Linked DNA regions of Zea mays: region 2 is linked to region 1. Evidence: chromatin contacts called from public Hi-C data. All regions are on one chromosome and are shown on one strand. Each heading gives the region's core, a stretch centred on a gene start, on an enhancer-like site or on the middle of the called end of the contact. The rest is flanking DNA. Distances are from core to core; before and after follow the strand shown.

Region 1 (3,167 bases), core at 329-2,828:
GTCATGTGGCACTTCTAGAGTTATCTTCATTGTTGACAGACAGCAGAATGCACTTTTATTTTTCTAGGCCAAAGTAAATCTTGGTAAAGTATTGTTTTCAAGTCAAGTTTCTCCCCATAATATGAAAGACGACAATAGCGAAAGGGCCTCTAGCGTAATGGTTAAGGCTTCCGAGTAGCACCTCCAGGTCTCGGGTTCAATTCCACTCGGGGGCGAATTTCGAGCTTGGTTAAAAAAATCCCCTCGTTGTGCCCCCGTCTGCTCTCTGGTTACGTCCTACGCGCCACCATCCGGCTAGGCCATTGCAGAGTGGCGGGTGACGGCCCGCTAGTGATGGGGGGCCAGGGTTCGGGGATTTTCTTGGCTGGGACCATTTTCGGTCTCTTCTTAATATAATACCGGGAGGACGGTCTTTCCCTCTCTGGCCGAGTTTTTTTTTAATATGATAGATGACAGTTGAAATTTTATGGATATAAGACTTCAAGGAGAATAGTCCCTCTGCACTGTATAAAGCATACTGAAGTCATCATTCTGTTAATACTCTGTGTGCACGGATTTTTATTCAGTTTCCTAGGAAGAGTTATAATGTAAATTCAGGATCCCAAGGGTAGAACAATCAGAACTAGAACTTGAAACTATTAATAACCTAACTCTTCTGACCGCCCACTTGATTTACTCTTAAAGGTACTTTCTAGTACTTTGGCAGTCACAGGCACCAATCATCACAACCCAGCACGACATACAAATTAGTTAAAGCTTGTCCATTGAAAAAGAGTACAAGAAGCATGAATCATGGGATTAGGTAGAAGGTATGCATAACGAGAAGAGGGGAAATGTCAAGTTGGAGCTTAACTTTTTGCTTTTCAGGGCACATCAAAAAACTTTTCTGTACTAAGGCACTAACGGAGATTTCGCAGCACAATTCAACAACCAGTGTCACATAAAAATGTGAATTCTTACCATGGGAGGTTTGAAGGGATAATCACGAGGAAACACGATGTCAAGGAAAAATATCCCTCGTTCATATGGCGATCCTGCAAGACGTAAATTATGTGTCAATTCAACCCGCACTTACTTATAACCCATGCTTATTTGACAACCCAACTTACAGCACCTACTCTAAAAATAGCAGCAGCCATTATTTTTTTTTTTAAAAAAAACAGCTAGTTGAAGTGAAACTGCCATCTAGTGCAGTAAAATTTCCACGAGGTTTCACCTGCCTCTAACGAATCGAGAAGCGTAGAGGAGGGAGTTCTTACCTTGGGGCCCGAAGATGGTGGAGAGCCAGTGGTACAGGTTGTCGCCCTTGGGCCCCGCGGAGCAGTCGGAGGCGTTGAGGTCCAGCAGCTCCTTCTGTATCCGTTTCCCAGATGAAGACACCGACGTCCCGCCGGTCGACCCCCACGGCCGCACGCTGCTCCCGCCTCCACCGGCACCGCGTCTGCTGCCGGGGGCCCTGGCGCCGGCGGCGAAGGGGAAGCGGGAGGTGGGGAAGGAAGAGGACGAGGACATGCCCACCGGCAAGTCACCGCGGCCCGCGGGACTTTACTGTCGAAATCCACCGTCGAAAGAAGATCTAATGGCTGCCAGCGTTCCCACCCAAAGGCATTGGGTTTCCACCCGTGAAGACATTGGGTGGAATGGAAACCCAAGACTAGAGTGGTATTTACATGCTAATTATATACGAGTGGTATTTTGGACAGGGCTAACTATGGTCTTTTGTGGACCAATGGTACAAGTGAAATGGCCTATACTTACACTGAATGTTCAGTAGTAGCACAGATTGCTGGAGCACAAAAATCTGATGTGCTTTCAATGATTCAAACTTTGTTTGACACCTGTAGACTTGTGCTTCGGAAATGGAACAAGCAAATCTGATGTGTACTTTGCTCTGGTAAACTGTTGTGTGCTTGTAACAATAACTTTGTGTGTGGGAATCTGATACGTGCTCGTTATCGTTATCCGTCAGTATATTACTGAATGAGTACCTGTAGTGTGCCAAATTTGCAGATTATTTAGGAGCTGTGTGCAGCCTTAACATAACGATGGATAGATTATAATGCTATCTCCTGTGACGTTGCATAAACCTAACTTCAAATTTCACAAAGGATTGCATGGCTGCATTGATAACCTTTTTCCCTTCGTGTCGGTCTTCTCTGTCTCCCATCTGCATTCTATTTTGCTTTGCAGACACATGAGCTGCTACGTATGAACTGCTGTAAAATACTTGAGATATACCCCAAAATATCCAACCAGCAGTTCACTTAAACCATATGCATACGGCTGAAAATCTAAATACTATGCAGGTGTACAAATCATTTGGAACTTCCAAGTTTCAACATTTCAGAGAGGTCTCGGATTGTCACAGCTCAATTTTCCGAGTTGACAGTCAAAATTGATGATTTGACGAAATACTGATTCCTAGGCCAACAAATCTTGGGATAAGATTACATGGCATCTACCTGAATACAGCAGACCCAAATGGGTCACTAGTCACTACAGTATCTAATGACAAGATCCACGATAAATTGCGGGCATCTCATCCAAAATGTGACATGGTTACAATGTTTTACATCACTACAAATAGAATGGGCAGCAACAATGTGGCTACTAGGTGAGTCAACCAGCAGGTTTTGGATTTTGAAGCAAAACTGTCTGGGCTTACAGGCCCAGAGGCCGTTCCGCCGTTGGCGCCAGTGCTACAGATAGGAGCAAATTACATCGTCATTACAATGCACAAAATAAGTTTAGAGCCTATAACACGAAATGGTGCAGTGGAATTACCTTCCAGCGAAAACGCATGAACCATGGCCTGCAAGAAATCCAGGGAAATTTAGATCGGGCTCACATTATTAACATGGTATAAAAAGAACTTGTGTACTAAATACCCTTGTTTTCTAGAGATCAAATTTAAGAATAAAAACTGAGTTTATAATAATAAACTAAAAAGGCACAAGCATAACCACAGGATGCTGATAGGAGTTGTTGTGACCATAGATTGCTTCTCTTGTATTGCATTTTGGACACTGATTTTTTATCAATGTAACAGCTCGAGCAGTGATCCTATTTTGACTAATTCCAGACTATAAGATTGAGTGCTGGTAGCTAAGGTTTAGGTTATAGCCAACGCAAAATGCAGATCAAACAGATACTGCAGCTAATGGTTA
Region 2 (3,167 bases), core at 492-2,991, 260 kb before region 1:
CCAGCCGAGCGTATGGGGCAGGTTAGATTTCCGCAACGTGAGGAGTTGGACGCACGAAGGAAAATTCACACTTAAATATAGCAGAGATGTGTATGCATAGTATATGTGTACAGTGGATCAATCATCTTTTTATATAGTTAGGTGCTCTTGCATTGTGACGGCTCACAAAATCTTACAAATTACAAATCTAAATGTCATAGCCCAGTACAAACATGTTAGGTATGTTTATATGGCATGGAGAAATCATTTGTATTTTTGTACATTGTATCTCAAAACTCTAAAAAGCTATAACAAAAGAACATGCCATAGTGTTCATGAAAAAAAGACACGTTGCGGACGATAAATAAATTTGTTCATTTTGAAGCCATAGAAAGATGCAAAGTATGTGGTAAAAGCCATTCTATGTGAAGAATGTAAAGGTTTCGTGTACTTCGATCTGCATTTGGAGCAATGTATCTGCCACCATCTCTATCCACATCAAGTTACAACGTGAACTCAGTGCGATCATTAATCTAGGCAAGCATGTATTAATAAACATGACAACATCAACAACAAATAGGTGTTATTTTTGTATTTAGACTGATTGTAATTACTGCACACATCAAGCGTACCCTAAAGTACATGAACACATTGAAGCTCACCAATACATTGAAGCTCACAAATAATTTGGTTGTTTCCTAAATCAATAAATGAATACATTGAAGCTCACAAATAACAAAAATATCTTGATGAAACCAACTCGAGTTGGTTTTCATCTTAACGAACAACACAATTCTGCATAACTAAAATTTCCTTGTGAAGATAGATGCACCCAAGCTTACCTAGTCAGAACAATTTTCTTTAGAATGATCCGATTTGGATCCACACTTTTTAGCGAACCTACAGCTGCAATGGTAGATTGCTCGCCATCTCTGTTCTTCAAAACTATTAGAGGAAGTGGAAGGAAGGAAATTGAAGCATATACAGAGGCAACGGAAAACCAGCCATGGTGCAGAAATCTCTCCATCTTATGTTTATTGCAGTTGATGTTGTCGGATGAAAACAATGGCCTAAATATAGAAACGAGCAGTGAGATACCTTCCAAGGGTCAAAAGATAAATATATATCTCCTAACAGTAAAAATTGAACTTCTATTACCTTACCGTAAATTGCCGGAATCCAACATTGAAAATCAAAGGCTCCTTAGATTTGATAGGAGCTTCGTAAGAGTCGTGTTTCTTATGCTGCGAAAGAAAAAAAAAGAAAGAGGTATGCTAAGCTCAAGCAGCATGCTACATCAATATTCGCTTGTATTTCAAAAGTACATTATAGCTTTCTTATATCTGGATGGGTATGAGATTGGCACCTGGTGGCCGAAGCAGATGCCGAGGATGCGCTTGACGGTGGCGTGGAGGCAGCATAGCTCCTGGAGATTACGATCCCGTCGAAGCCGGCCACCTTGGCATCGGTGCGGAGCTCCCCGCGGACGGCGCAGTAGAAGTGCGTGCGGAACACGGTGGAGAAGCCATCACCAATGCGCGTAGAACGCCGCCGTCACCTCGTCCCCGCGCACGACAACATTGGCCCGCTGCAGGACCTCCTCGTCGCGCCGCACGTCCTCCATGGACCACGGCTGGGATCTCCAGCGGGGTAGGACGACGGTGTTGGGGAGAGGGCGACAGCATGGGCGTCCGGAGGACGACGAAGAGCGGCAGGCAGTGGTGGCTCGGATTTGGGGGCAGAGGTGAGGGACGAAACAGGTGGTTTGGGGTGGGGCGCCGATGGAGGGGCACAGATGGGGCGCGACGCGTGGATGGGATCGCTGATGGCTGTCAGCGGGTGGGGGCGCGAATCACGGACGCAAGAGCGAGGATGGCATCCTCGACGGCTGTCAGCGGGGCAGGGACGCGAACCACGGGACAAGGGCATGGTGTAGTAGTGTGGACGCCTACACTGTAGACTTATAGAGTAGTAGAGATTCTGTCTCGGAACCGTCGCTCCCGCGCGTGAGTGAGGCTATCCATTTTTGCTCTCCTTTACCTAGGCACGCAAAAATGCATATCTTAAAGCATCTCTAATAGCTCCTAATATTTTTAGGTTTAAACTTTGTTTTAGGAAAAAAGTAGAAATTGATATCCTGATTGTTACTAGTGATCAATAGTGATTAGTGCTCCTAATACAAGAGCAAGCACTTCGTCCCAAGACACATTCAAAGCTTCCAAGCTTCTCCAAGTACCATAATTATGACTAGTGATCATTAGTGATTAGTGCCTTGGAAAGTCTAGAGAGAGTGTGATCTTGTGTTTTTCTTGTTGCTCTTGCTGCGTGGCTTTCTTAATCGTTCTTTCTTCATCTCCTTCTAAACTCTTAAGTGACTTGTAAAGCTAGCAAAAGACACCAAATTGTGTGATGATCCTTGCGAGTCTAAGTGATCCTCGAGATTAAGAAGAAACACTCAACCGGTCTGAGTGACCGTTTGAGAGAGGGAAAGGGTTGAAAGAGACCTGGCTTACGTGGCCATTAATGCATAGCACTACTATCGGAGAGGGAATTCTCCAACCGGGTGGCGGAATGCACCCGCCCTAAATCCTAAGATGAGGAAGGGGCTTAAGCCTTTTGCCTATCTTGCTAAGCGATCACCGAGCACATGAACACGCGAGGATTTAGAGTGGTTTGAGCCGCCGGAGCGTAGTACCCTACTCCATTGTGTGTTGGATTGCTATGGAAGCTTGAGTGTTGAGAGTCTGAGTCTATTTGTGTCACGTGCCCTCCCTTTTATAGCTCAAGGGGGGCACGTACAAAGACCCTGAACCCCGACATGTGGGCCCAGGGACATAACGGATGGAATACCCGGAGCAACTAATGTCAGTCACCTTGTGTAATCTCCCTGTGCCCCGATATCCGCCGCTTGAGTAGCGTTGGCGTGCAGCAGAAGGTTCCCCGACATCGTATAAGTCATGATGACCATCGCACGTGTAGCGGTATGGGCGAACTGCCCAATGTCTGATTGGACAGGCACGCCGCCTGTAGGGTGGTCTGCTCGTCGCCTGCCATTAGAGTGGACGAGGCACATTAAATGCTAAGACGGCACATCGCTTGTTTGTAGGGCGGACAGGCGACGCGTCTTCTCCGCAATAAATGCATAGATCGCATGGCCCAGAGGCCTTACGTTAGGCTCTGTCCGCCGG

The links. Hi-C and Micro-C count contacts between places; a contact is called where the count stands out from the background.
Region 2: a Hi-C map of tassel shows a contact between it and region 1, with 2.5 times the contacts expected there. The contact joins the promoter of LOC107457595 here to the promoter of LOC100282225 in region 1. A contact is called at or near these places in 3 of 25 Hi-C or Micro-C datasets (ear, leaf and tassel).

What each region holds. Positions count from the first base shown.
Region 1 is chr2:213,747,575-213,750,741 of Zm-B73-REFERENCE-NAM-5.0, reverse strand. It overlaps LOC100282225 (ubiquitin-conjugating enzyme E2 E3), which reads right to left and starts at 1,578. Exons shown (of 4, transcript NM_001155137.2): 1 at 1,260-1,578; 2 at 961-1,034. The coding sequence starts at 1,512. LOC100192598 (putative O-Glycosyl hydrolase superfamily protein) reads right to left here. Exons shown (of 5, transcript NM_001137813.1): 4 at 2,785-2,812; 5 at 2,398-2,699. The coding sequence ends at 2,570.
Region 2 is chr2:214,005,766-214,008,932 of Zm-B73-REFERENCE-NAM-5.0, reverse strand. It overlaps LOC107457595 (P-loop containing nucleoside triphosphate hydrolase superfamily protein), which reads right to left and starts at 1,741. Exons shown (of 3, transcript NM_001321613.1): 1 at 1,346-1,741; 2 at 1,143-1,223; 3 at 666-1,049. The coding sequence starts at 1,165. The coding sequence ends at 818.